Linked DNA regions of Monodelphis domestica: region 2 is linked to region 1. A link is a contact called in public Hi-C data. All regions are on one chromosome and are shown on one strand. Each heading gives the region's core, a stretch centred on a gene start, on an enhancer-like site or on the middle of the called end of the contact. The rest is flanking DNA. Distances are from core to core; before and after follow the strand shown. Region 1 holds the start of WDR18 (WD repeat domain 18). Region 2 overlaps KISS1R (KISS1 receptor).

What was found. A called contact is a pair of places that touch in the nucleus more often than the background predicts.
Region 2: a contact with region 1 is called in a Hi-C map of spleen and liver, with 13 times the contacts expected there. The contact joins the enhancer-like site here to the promoter of WDR18 in region 1. A contact is called at or near these places in 2 of 2 Hi-C or Micro-C datasets (limb and spleen and liver).

The regions. Positions count from the first base shown.
Region 1 is chr3:80,148,107-80,153,633 of mMonDom1.pri, reverse strand. It overlaps WDR18 (WD repeat domain 18), which reads left to right and starts at 2,714. Exons shown (of 10, transcript XM_007489385.3): 1 at 2,714-2,970. The coding sequence starts at 2,761.
Region 2 is chr3:80,283,438-80,288,964 of mMonDom1.pri, reverse strand. KISS1R (KISS1 receptor) reads left to right here. Exons shown (of 5, transcript XM_056822263.1): 5 at 1,042-2,728. The coding sequence ends at 1,449. Among named protein-coding and RNA genes, the nearest start is that of KISS1R, 10 kb to the left of the region's middle. Within about 2 kb of position 2,479, at least 1 of the 2 cell types and tissues checked has open chromatin away from gene starts, as enhancers often do. A contact at or near this core is called in limb, where this site is marked.

The sequences.
Region 1 (5,527 bases), core at 1,465-3,964:
TTACATAACATCTGCCTCAGTTTCCTCAATTATAAATGGGGATAAGAAGAGCACCTAATCTCCCAGGGTGGTTATAAGGATCAAATGAGATATTTGGAAAGCACTTAGGGCAGTGCCTGACACATAGTAAGTGCTTAATAAATGCCTGTTTGCTTCCTTCCCTCCCTTTATTTATCCCTTTCCTTCCTCCCTTCTTCCCTTCCTTTCTTTGTTCCTCCCTCCCACCCTCCCTTCTTCCCTTCCTTCCTTCCTTCTCATGGTTCATGCCCTTTTTTCTGCCTCATCTGACCTTGTATTCTCAGGAAGGCATCAATGAATCACCTCTGAAGATCACGCCAATGGATTACACAGCAGTACTGGACACTATCACTCTCCCATTGTGGTCATCAATATTTATTGAACGTGCATGAGGCCCATAGTATTTTACAACAGCAGGCATGTGGGAAGGGGATGCAGAGATCAATTCAAGAAAGGCTCATTTCCCCCTCCCTGCTGAGGTTACAATGATGTGAGCACCCTGCTGTCCCTCCTTTCTTATTTAAGAATTCTATGAATACTGTAATAGAGAAAGCCCTCAGCTGGAAATCAGTAGATCTGGGTTCTAGTTCTCATCTCTAACAATAACCCACTCCACTTTCTCCAAATCTCAGACTTTCAGATGATAGTGAGAGTCAAATATGTGCCATAAAATATTTGCCCTAATTCAAAGGAGAGGTAAGGAAAGGACTTTGTGAACTACAGAGTATTCGAATAAAGAAAAAAATGTTAGAATAAAGGAAGCTATCTCTATTATTCCTTATTTCCTTTTTCTTTTACTTTAACTTGTGATGGTGTGATGTGGACATAGAGAACAGGTCTTTGTATAAATCAGTACAGCCTCAGAGAGCTCAAAGAGATCAGATTATCAGTTCAGAGTTGTGGTACTAGTTTATTTATTGATTTTATTTTTAAATATTTTTCCATGGTTACATGATTTATGTTGTCTTCCTTTCCCCTCCCGGAGCTGACAAGCAATTGTACTGGGTTATACATATGTTATCACTTGATACCTATTTCCATATTATTAATTTTTGTCATAGAGTAATCTTTTAAAACCAAAACCCCAAATCATATATCATATATACAAGTGATAAATCATAATCTTTTCTTCTGCATTTCTACTCCCACAATTCTTTCTCTCTATGTGGATAGCTTTCTTTCTCATAAGTTCCTTGGGATTGTATTGCTATTAGTAGCCAAGTTGATTACATTTGATCACCCCACAATGTTTCAGCTACTGTGTACAATGTTCTCCTGTTTCTGTTCATTTCACTCCACATCAGTTCATGGAGATCTCTCCAGGTCATATAGAAATCAGGCAGTTCATCATTCCTTATCGTATAATAGTATTCCATCACCATCATTTATGTGATACTAGTTAAAACTGCAAGCAGTAATAATCACAGCTAGCATTTATATAGTGCTTTAAATTCTTTAAATGCCCTATTCTTTTATCCTCACAATTCTGGGAGACAGGTGTTATTTTCATTTTATAGATAAGGAAACTGAAGCTGAGGTTAAGTGATTCCCCCAGTCTCATAGCTAACTAAACCTCAGAGATTAGATTTGAATCTTGGTCTTCCTGACTCCAGGTCCAGGAGCTCTAGCCACTGCTTTACAGTTTTCAGCCTTTAAATTCTTACCCTGTAACTCACATTTCTGTAGAGATTTACTTGTCTGATTGTATGAAGGGAAAGAGTATTTACTAGCTGTTGGGCCCTGTTCTAAGCCCTAGAGACACAACCACAAAAGTGAAGACAATTCCTGCCCTCAAAAAAATTAAAATTGTAATGGGAGAAGAAGACACAATTTCCAACTGCTTAAATCCATGATTGCATTTATAAAGTCAGATGTGGAGGACCCTGGGAACACAGAGAATATCAGAGCTGGAAGAGCCCGTTAGGGGCTTTTTGTCGTTGTTTTGTCAATTGTCTAAAGGATTGACAATGAACAAAGTAATGGAGAAAATGTTTAAAATGCAGATTAAATTTTAAAACGGTGCAGGAGACAGGACTGTTAAACTAGCTTTCTACTGTTTAAGAAACAATGTGGTAGGGGCAGCTGGATGGCTAGGTGGTTAGAGAGCCAGGCCTGGAGTGGGGAGGTCCTGGGTTCAAATATGGACTCAGACATTTCCTAGCTGTGTGACCCTGGGCAAGTTCCTTAACTCCCATTACTATTCTGCCTAGAACCCAATACACAGTACGGATTCTAAGACAGAAGGTAAAGGTTTTTTTAAAAAAAGAAACAACAAACATCTGGGCTGTGGGGAACTTTGAAACACAGAACCTTAGAATTGCACATTGGAAATTTGCTACATAAAGTTGTAAAGCCAGAAGTTTTGTCAAAGGGGTAGAGGGGCTCTGGTTTTCTAAACAACGATCCGACATATAACCAGGAATTGGAGCCGCAAGGGATCTTGGGAGCTACGTAGTCTAAACGCCTCATTCTACAGATAGGGAAACTAAGGCCCAGGGACGTGAGTGGACGCGTCAGCAGTCCTTGTACCTACAGCTAGAAAAGCCAGAGCCTTCCTCCCACGTGCACACACTCACAGAGTAGGGTAGGTCAGGCGCGAGGGAGTCAGAGTCGCCCGGTCCTCCGGCCCTGCAGAGGGCGCAGTGTCCTAACCCTCCCGCTAAGCAGAGAGGCGGAGTTAGTTTTCGGCTAATCGCCGCGCCGCGCGGGCAGGAGGGCGGAGCTAGCGTCCTGGAAGCAAAGATGGCGGCGCCCGTAGAAGTGGCGGTATGTACGGACTCGGCGGGCCAGCTGTGGAACTGCGCTGTGTGGGAGCTGCACTCCGGGACCAGCCTCCACACGTACCGGGGCGGGCAGACAGGGCCCCGTAGCCTCGCGTTGCTCAACGGCGAGCACCTACTGGCAGGACAGCTTGGCAAGAACTACATCTGCGCCTGGGAGCTGCAGCGGAAGGTTGGCGCAGGCGCGCGGAGAGGGAAGGCGCGAGAGCCGCCGTGGGGAGGAGAGGGGAAAGGAGAGGCCTGCGTTGAGCTGCGAAAGTTCGGTTTCGGCGGCCGCACTCGCGCTACTGCTCGGAAACGGTGGAGTGAGAGAGAGATTGGGGAGGAGAGGTGAAAGCTCTGCTGATGGGCTCCTAAGAGGGTGGGGAAGAGCGCGTGGACATTCGGCGGGGGAGGGGAGAGGGAAAGAGGAGAGGAGGGGCTGAGCCGATTCGAGGCTCCCATTGGTTGCGTTAATCCTCTCCTCCCCCGTGCGTGCCTCGCTCCCTCCGAACGTGCTCCTCCCCCTAATGTTTCACTATCCTTTTCTCCATCCGAAAGTCTCATCTCTTCTCTCCCTCAGCCCAATCACCCCCTCTTCCTCTTTCCCAAACTCCCTCCTTTCTTTTCCTTTTGAAGGAGCTGTGGAAAGCTTGGTGGCCAGCTTTGACTGCCTCCTCTCACCAGCTGGGAGACCTTGGATAAGTCATTTCCCCACCTCTGGCCCTCAGTTTCTAAACTCTGCGGAGGGCGTGCACCATTTGATCTCAGAGGCCCCTTCTGGGTTTCTAGTCTATCAAATATTCATTTATTTAAGCTCCAACTATGCTAACGACTGCACCCAATAAGCTTACCTTAAGCTGGAGGGCCCCCTTCCCCACGGTATAAAGAAAATATTGGGGCTAGAGGTAGAGAATTTTGACTGTAATTAATAACTATTGAGCACTTAGTATGCTCAAGGCTCTGGAGATACAAAAGGCAAAATGAGAAAAGTTTATGCCCTCAAAGAACTTACATTCTGCTGGAGGAGACAACTCAAGCAGAAAATACTGGGACTGGGTACAGAGAAACTGATTAATAAGTAACAACAGTTATTAAGCTTCTCTAATGTCTCAGGCACTGAGCTGTGTTGAGTTTACAAAGAAAAGCAAAAAACCAAACACTTGAGGAGCTCATATTGGAACAAGCATTTATTAACCACATACCTGGCATTGTGCTATGTATTTTGCAAATATCAGTTTATCCTTACAACCTGGTGAGGTAGGTGCTGTTTTTATCCCTGTTTTACAGTTGAACAAAATAGAGGTAAAAGAAGGTGACTTGCCCCGAGTCACCCAGTGCCTGAGGCTAGAATTAAATTCAAATAATTTAAATTTAAATCTTCCTGGCTACAGGCCCAGCACTATTCACCACTACACCTAACTGGGAGATGGGAAGGGCTAGGTTCAGAATATAAATGAGATGATGAATAGAAGGCAGGTACTAGAATTATTGGTAGGGAGAGCTCCTAGATAAGAAAACTCCTATCAATGCTATCATCATCTTCCCTGCAATTTTTATCTTTCAGGAACTATCTTTCTGTCTTAGAATCACTACTGTTTATTGGTTCCAAGACTGAAGAGCAGTAAGGGCTAGGCAGTGGAAGGTTAAGTGACTTGTCCAGGGTCCTATAGCTAAGAAGTGTCTGAGGCCAGATTACCTTGTCTATTCTTGTTAGAAGCAGGACTTAAATCCTAGTCTTACTGGCTCCAAGTTCATCTCTATCAGAGTCAAATAAGTCAGCATTTATTAAGCTCCTTCCATGTGCTAGGATAGAAAGATAAGCAAAAATATGATCCCTCTTTTCAAGGAGATCACAATGCTACAAGGGAAACAACATGAAAACATCTATGTACAAATAAGATACATAAATCTCTACTCCAGGGTCCCTCTCTTCTACACAATATACCCAAAGTAAAATGTTGTGGTTGAAGCACCAGTAACTGAGGGAATTGTCAGTGTTGACATGTGGATGGGGATGTGTGCATGTGCCAATAAAAACATACAAAGGGAAAGTGAACAGTCTGGGAAAGGTCTCCTGGAGGAGGACTCTTCCATGATTACCTGAGCTTTGAAGGCTTCTGGAGATCCTACCTCCTCCCCCTTACCAGAGACTAGAGCATACTCTGTCTCTTCTCCTTTCTACATCCAGAGGCAAAACAGCTCCTCATGCTTCTTACCATAGCTGGGAGTAGCTCCTTGGACAATATCTCTTCTCTCTACTCCCATGGGCATCATTTTAGTTTAGTATTTCGTTTGAGCCCCTGTGCTAATTGCTAGGCAAACGAAGACCAAAATAAAACCCTGAAATGAACTGTCCACACATTCTACTGGCATATAGTGTCTTTTTATATTATAATAAAACCTCATGTTCATCTCACTGCTTCTGGTTTCTCCCAGTCTTCTTCCCTCAAAATAATCTTTCTTTTGCACAAGTCTGACCTTCACAGACTACCCACACTATAAGATAACATACATATACCATAGCCTGTCTTTATCCTGCATGGCTGCTCCCTGCTCTTTTAGCCTTAGTTTATACTGCTTACCTTGACGCTTTTCATATACAAAGCCATCCATTGTATCCGAATTATAGCCCTTTTTCCTCTTAACTCCCCTTCTTAACTTTTCTCTCTAAATTTCTCTTAGGGCATTAAAAAAAAAATTGCTTCTTTGCCCCCATCATGAACCATTTTCTTGTGTTTGTGCCCTAG
Region 2 (5,527 bases), core at 1,230-3,729, 140 kb before region 1:
CTCCTCTCCAAGTTAAACATCTCTAGTTCCTACAATTGGTCTTTTATCCTTATATGGCAAGGTCTACACTCCTCTGGATGGAGGGAGTTAGGGGAAAAGAGGGGAAGATAGAAGAAGGAAGGAAGCACTGAATAGGAGTTCTGGATAACAGCCTTTGTGGCTTGTGTTTCTCTCCTGTCTTCTTCCTCTACCTCTCACTTCCTCCCTCTCTTCTTCTCTCCTTCCTTCCCATTTTCCTTTCTTTCTTCCATCCTCTCCTCCATTCTTCTATCATTCTCACTCTTTCCTTCCTTTGGCCCCTCCTTCCATCTTTCCTTCTCTCCTTCCCTCCATCCCCTGTATTCATCCCTTCTTGCCCTTCCTTCTATCTTCTTTATCCATCTCTCTTTTCTCATTATCATTCCTTTTTCCCATTTCTTCTTCCTTTTCCTTCCATTAATCCCTACTTCTATTCTTTCCTCCATCCTTCTTCCTTCCATGCATCTCCTCTACTCATGCCTCTCCAATCATCTTTCCATCTCTTCCATCCATTCTTCCATTCTTTTGGTTCCTTTATCCATCCTTATTCCTACCCCCTCTCCTATCTCAGTACATCACTTCTATTTCCTTCCTCTATCCCTCCTTCCTTCTGCCACATCGTTTATTCTTTTCTTGATTCATTCATCTCTCTTTCCATTCATCTACTCTATTATTCTTCCTTTTTGTCTCTCCTATCCCTCCTTCTAACTTCCCTTCCACTCCTCCTTATGTCCTTTATCTCTCCATCCTTCCACCATCTCCTTTATCCACCCTTCCCTTCTTTTATTTCTTGTATTCATTCTTCCCTCCCTCCTTCTGTCCCCTCAATCCATCCCTTCCTTTTTCCATTTCTTCTATCTTTTATTATTCCTTCCATCAATCTCCTGCACTCCCACTCCTTCCTCCTTTTATCCATTCCTTCTACCCTTCTATTCTTCCATCTATCTCCTCCATTGCTCCCTCCTTCCTATATCCTCTATATCCTCCCTTTCCTTATTTTCCCTTTTCCTCTCTTGGACCTAGGTACAGCTGCTGGCGGAACGTTCGGAAGCCATGCGGGCTAAGGTGTCCCGTTTGGTGGCTGCCATTGTGCTGCTCTTTGCTGTGTGCTGGGGCCCCATTCAGCTCTATATCCTCCTCCAGACCTTTAGTCCTGGCTTCCAACATGACTTTGCTGCCTATAAGGTGAAGATCTGGGCTCACTGCATGTCCTACAGCAACTCCTCCCTCAACCCTGTACTTTATGCCTTCCTAGGAGCCAACTTCCGCAAGGCTTTCCACAAGGTCTGTCCTTTGGCTGGGCGTGTGGGCAGTGCCAGCATCCCTAGTGCCAACCTCAACACAGAGCTTCATTTTGTGTCCTCCGGGCTGCCAGCTTCCCTCCGCCAGCCCCAGCCGGAGGGAGGGGTCCCAGCCCCAGTGGCCCAGTGAGACCCTATGGTTGATCCACTGGCATTGGCTGTTAGATAAGGGCAGCCTATCCTAGAACCATTCCCTCCCTCATTACATAGTCCTCAAGCTAGATTCTTTGTAAGGGCACAGAAAGGTAAGATTCTTGCCTGCAAAGAGCTCCCAGTCTGGAAATCGGAATAGGGCAGCCAAAACCCAGTGCCAGGGAGGTGGTTTAGATCCCGAACCCTAGAATTTCAGAGCTTGGAGGAGCCTTTGGATCCCCTTAACTCACCTCTGGCATGAGATTGGTCCTGATTCTCCCCCATTGCAAAAGCCCTCCCCTCTGTTCCCAAGAACTTGGTATGTATTTTGTATGTTGACTTGTCTGTGCTCATACTGCTTCCTGCTCCTTCCCAATAGAACAGAAATTCCTTGAAGGCAGATGATGCTTCCTTTTCTCCTCTTTGTGTCCCTAGAGCCTAGTGTAAGGCATCAGGCACAAAGTAGACACTTAATGCACGGAGAAAATGAATGCTATAGAAGGGGGAATGGGAGCGAGAAAGGAGGGAACTTATCCACAACCACACAAGAGTTAAGACACCTCCAGGACAAGAAACCAAGTCTCCAGGTTCCCAGTATATGGTTCTTTGTTTTCTCCTTTAAACCCTTACCTTCCATCTTAGAATCCATACTGTTTATGGGTTCTACGGCAGAAGAGTGGTAAGGGCTAGGCAATGGGGGTTAAGTGACTCTCCCAGGGTCACACAGCCAGGAAGTGTCTAGATCTGAACCTAGGACCTCCCCTCTCTAGGCCTGGCTCTCCATCCACAGAGCCCCCCAGCTGCCCCCCATGGTTCTTGTAGATACAAATGTTTGATCCAGCCACGCAACCCATCCCTCTCTCTTCTCCCTCAAAAGGGACCAAATCTTGAAGGAAGCAGGGATGCAGGCTCACATTCTGCCACTAGGTGTCACTGTTTGCCCACTGAAAATCTTCCCAAAGGCCAAGACAAGAGCCGCCTGCCTCAAGAACGGTAGAGAGGTGCTCCTCCCAGGTTCCCCTAGCTCAGCCCATCGGGAGCTCCCAGGGTGTACACGGGAGTTTGGACCCTCAGTCAGTTTCCGCGCAGGGGTCCTCCGCTCTTGTCGCGGTAGCCAGACTTCCATTTTCGTCTGCGTTGGACAGCTCCCTCGGTTCAAAGCCCTTATGCAGCACCGAGGATGGTGAGACCGCCAGACCCGCAAGGGCAGCCCGCTTCCCACTCGTCCCCTCAGCCCGTGTTTGTGAAATGAATAAACGAGTGTCGTGAGACCCTGGGCAAGTCACCTAACATTTCTGGGTCTCTGGCAGGAGGCTGCTAAGAGGCTTAGACCTCCTCGGAGGTTTACAGGATCCCGAGCTAGCCCGGACTTAGCACTGGCCTAGGAAAGGGACGGATGAAAGGAGATCATCTACGTAAAGTCACTTGCAACTGTTGCTCCCCGAGTCCATTGGCGAGCGGGAGGAAGGAGTTCCCCAGCCTGCCTTCTGCCTTTGCTCAGGCTTTTTGCTGAGCCCCGAGAGGCGGGGGATGGCTAACGGGCCAGCCGGGAGGAAGGGAGGGAGACGGACACAAGATAGGGGGAAAGATGCCGGACGGGGAAGAAGCTGAGCCGGGAGAGTGTAGAAAGGGTCCCCTTGCCCGCGCGGCTCCCCAGAAAGACAAGGGAAGGATGCACCAGCTAGCAGAGACCTTAGAAGAGAAAAGGCTAGCGCTGGGCTGGACTTCCAGAGGTGACTCGGCCTAATTTCTCCCCGGGGTCACCCCATTAGCTTTAGAGATGGACAGGGCCCTCAAAGATCACTGGATCCATCCTCGTCCTTTTATCAGCCAGGAAACTGAGGCAAGTCAGGAGACTTACCCAAGGCCACACAGCTAGCAAGCAGAAGATCTGGGATTTCAACTCGGGTCCATTGGGTACCAGCCTTGTGGAAGGTTATGATGTCCATTTTATGGATGAGGAAACCGAGGCCCAAACGGAAAACCATTTGCCTCAAGCCACTGAGCAAGTCAGTTGCAGGGCTGTCTGTGGGTCTCCCCATGGGCCACTCCACCCATATCAGTTTGCAGTCCTTTGGACTTTTGGCACCCTGCAAAGTGACAGGATCAGCTGTCGGGCTGTTTATAAATTCCCATCCCGGGACTCCCTCTCCCTGGGATGAAGTCAGTCTGTCCCCAGGCTATAAATAGAGAGGGTGCAGCCCTGTCCCCACCCTCTTCTATGGAGACAGCTGTGTATTTATATAGCATTGGTGGATGGCCCTGCTGCGGCTGTCCCCACCTTCCATCCCAGTCCAGAGAGGGAGCTGCCCCGACCTGGGATGGCACAGCCATTGTTTACATCCCAGCACCCAGGAGAAAGATCCCGTGGCTGGAGGTGGAGAGTCCTGGCTTCTAGTCTTTCCGCTGGCAGTGTGAAATGACTGCCAGCTGAGGGTGGGCCCCCCAGCATCCACACACCTACCCCGGTAAAACCCCAACGTTTGCACCAGACCGAACGATGATCAAGACATCCAAGAAGAAACTCTAGTACCTCTTCCTGCCTTCTCCCACCCTAGAACGGCAGAAAGGCAGCCAGAAGCCTAGGAAAGCCCAAATGTCCAGCTCAGGGCCGCCTTCTAGCTCAACCAGGGCCTGGCCAGGGGGAAGAGTAGCCTGCAAGGCTCTGCGTCTACACAGGCAGCAAGGACAGAGCAGCAGGCTCTCCTAGAATGACCTAGGATGGTCAGTAAGCCTTAGATACTGCCCAGTGCTCACACAGGGGCTCAGTCCAGGCCCCCCAGGCCTTAAGGTCCCCTAACACTGGCCTGAGATGCCCCCGAAAGTCCCCAGAGATCTCTAGTGCTCTGAACCTCATAGATGGGGCAGGAGAGGGAGGGGAAGGAGTCTGGGTGCAGCTGGGTGGCTCAATGAATTGAGAGCCAGACCTAGAGACAGGAGGTCCTGGATTCAAATGTGGCCTCAGACACTTCTAGTTGTGTGACCCTGGGTGAGTCACTTGACCCCCATTGCCCAGCCCTTACAGCTCAGATGGAAGGTAAGGGTTTAAAAAAAATAGGGATGAGGGGCAGGACCTCTTGAAGGCAGAGGGAGTTCAGTACAGAAACCCAGGGGTACCAGGGTCCAACCTAACCTGACTACCCCACCCTAAAGGGCAGCACCAAACCCTGTCACAAGACCTGGGTTCAGAAACTAAAGCTAGAGAGAGTGGTAAACCAGAGAGAACGCTATCCAATATGGAAAGTGATTGCAAACCCAGAGATCTTCCCCAAAGGAGAGAATAATTGGCCAACAGCCTCAAGCATAGAGATCCAGAGGGGGGAAATGGACTTTTGACAAGGATCACAGGAATACCGCAAGGAGATGAAGTGGGAGGGAAAAAATAAGGAAATAAAAGCCCTGGAGAAACAAATGGGAGGACAAATACCTTAGAAGGGAGACTTTCACGCAAGAAAGGCACTTCCTGAAAACTAGACTAGACTGAAGAGAAATCGACTGCATTTGATAGCCAGAAATATTCAAATAAAATGAAAAAAATTGGAGAAAATCTAAGATCTAATTTTTAAAATTCCTGACCTTGAAAACAAGTCGGGGGAGAGATTCAAAGAATCATGGATCTCCCTAAAAACCATGTTTTGTTTTGTTTTTAAACTACCCTTTTTCTAGAAGTCATAAATGAAAACTGCCCAGAGGAAGGGAGGAGGGAGTGAGGGGTCCAGGGTGATGCCTGAGGGACTGGAAGGATGGAATTGCCCTCCACAGTCATAGGGTCACACAGGTTGGAAGTATCTGAGGTCATATTTGAACCCAGGACCTCCCTTCTCCAGGCCTGGCTCTCTATCCTGAGCCACCCAGCTGCCCCTAAGGTTCATTTATTTTTAAGAATCTTACAGTGTCAGAGCTGGCGGGGACCCTTGAGGTATTCTGCTCCAACTCCCACCATTTACAGATGGGGAAATTGAGACTTGAAGAAATTAAGTGGCTTGCTGGGAATTGTGTGTTCATATCAAAGATAACCAGGCCTTCTGGCTCCTGGTCCAGTGGCCTGTGAACCCACTATATATTGCAGTGCAGTG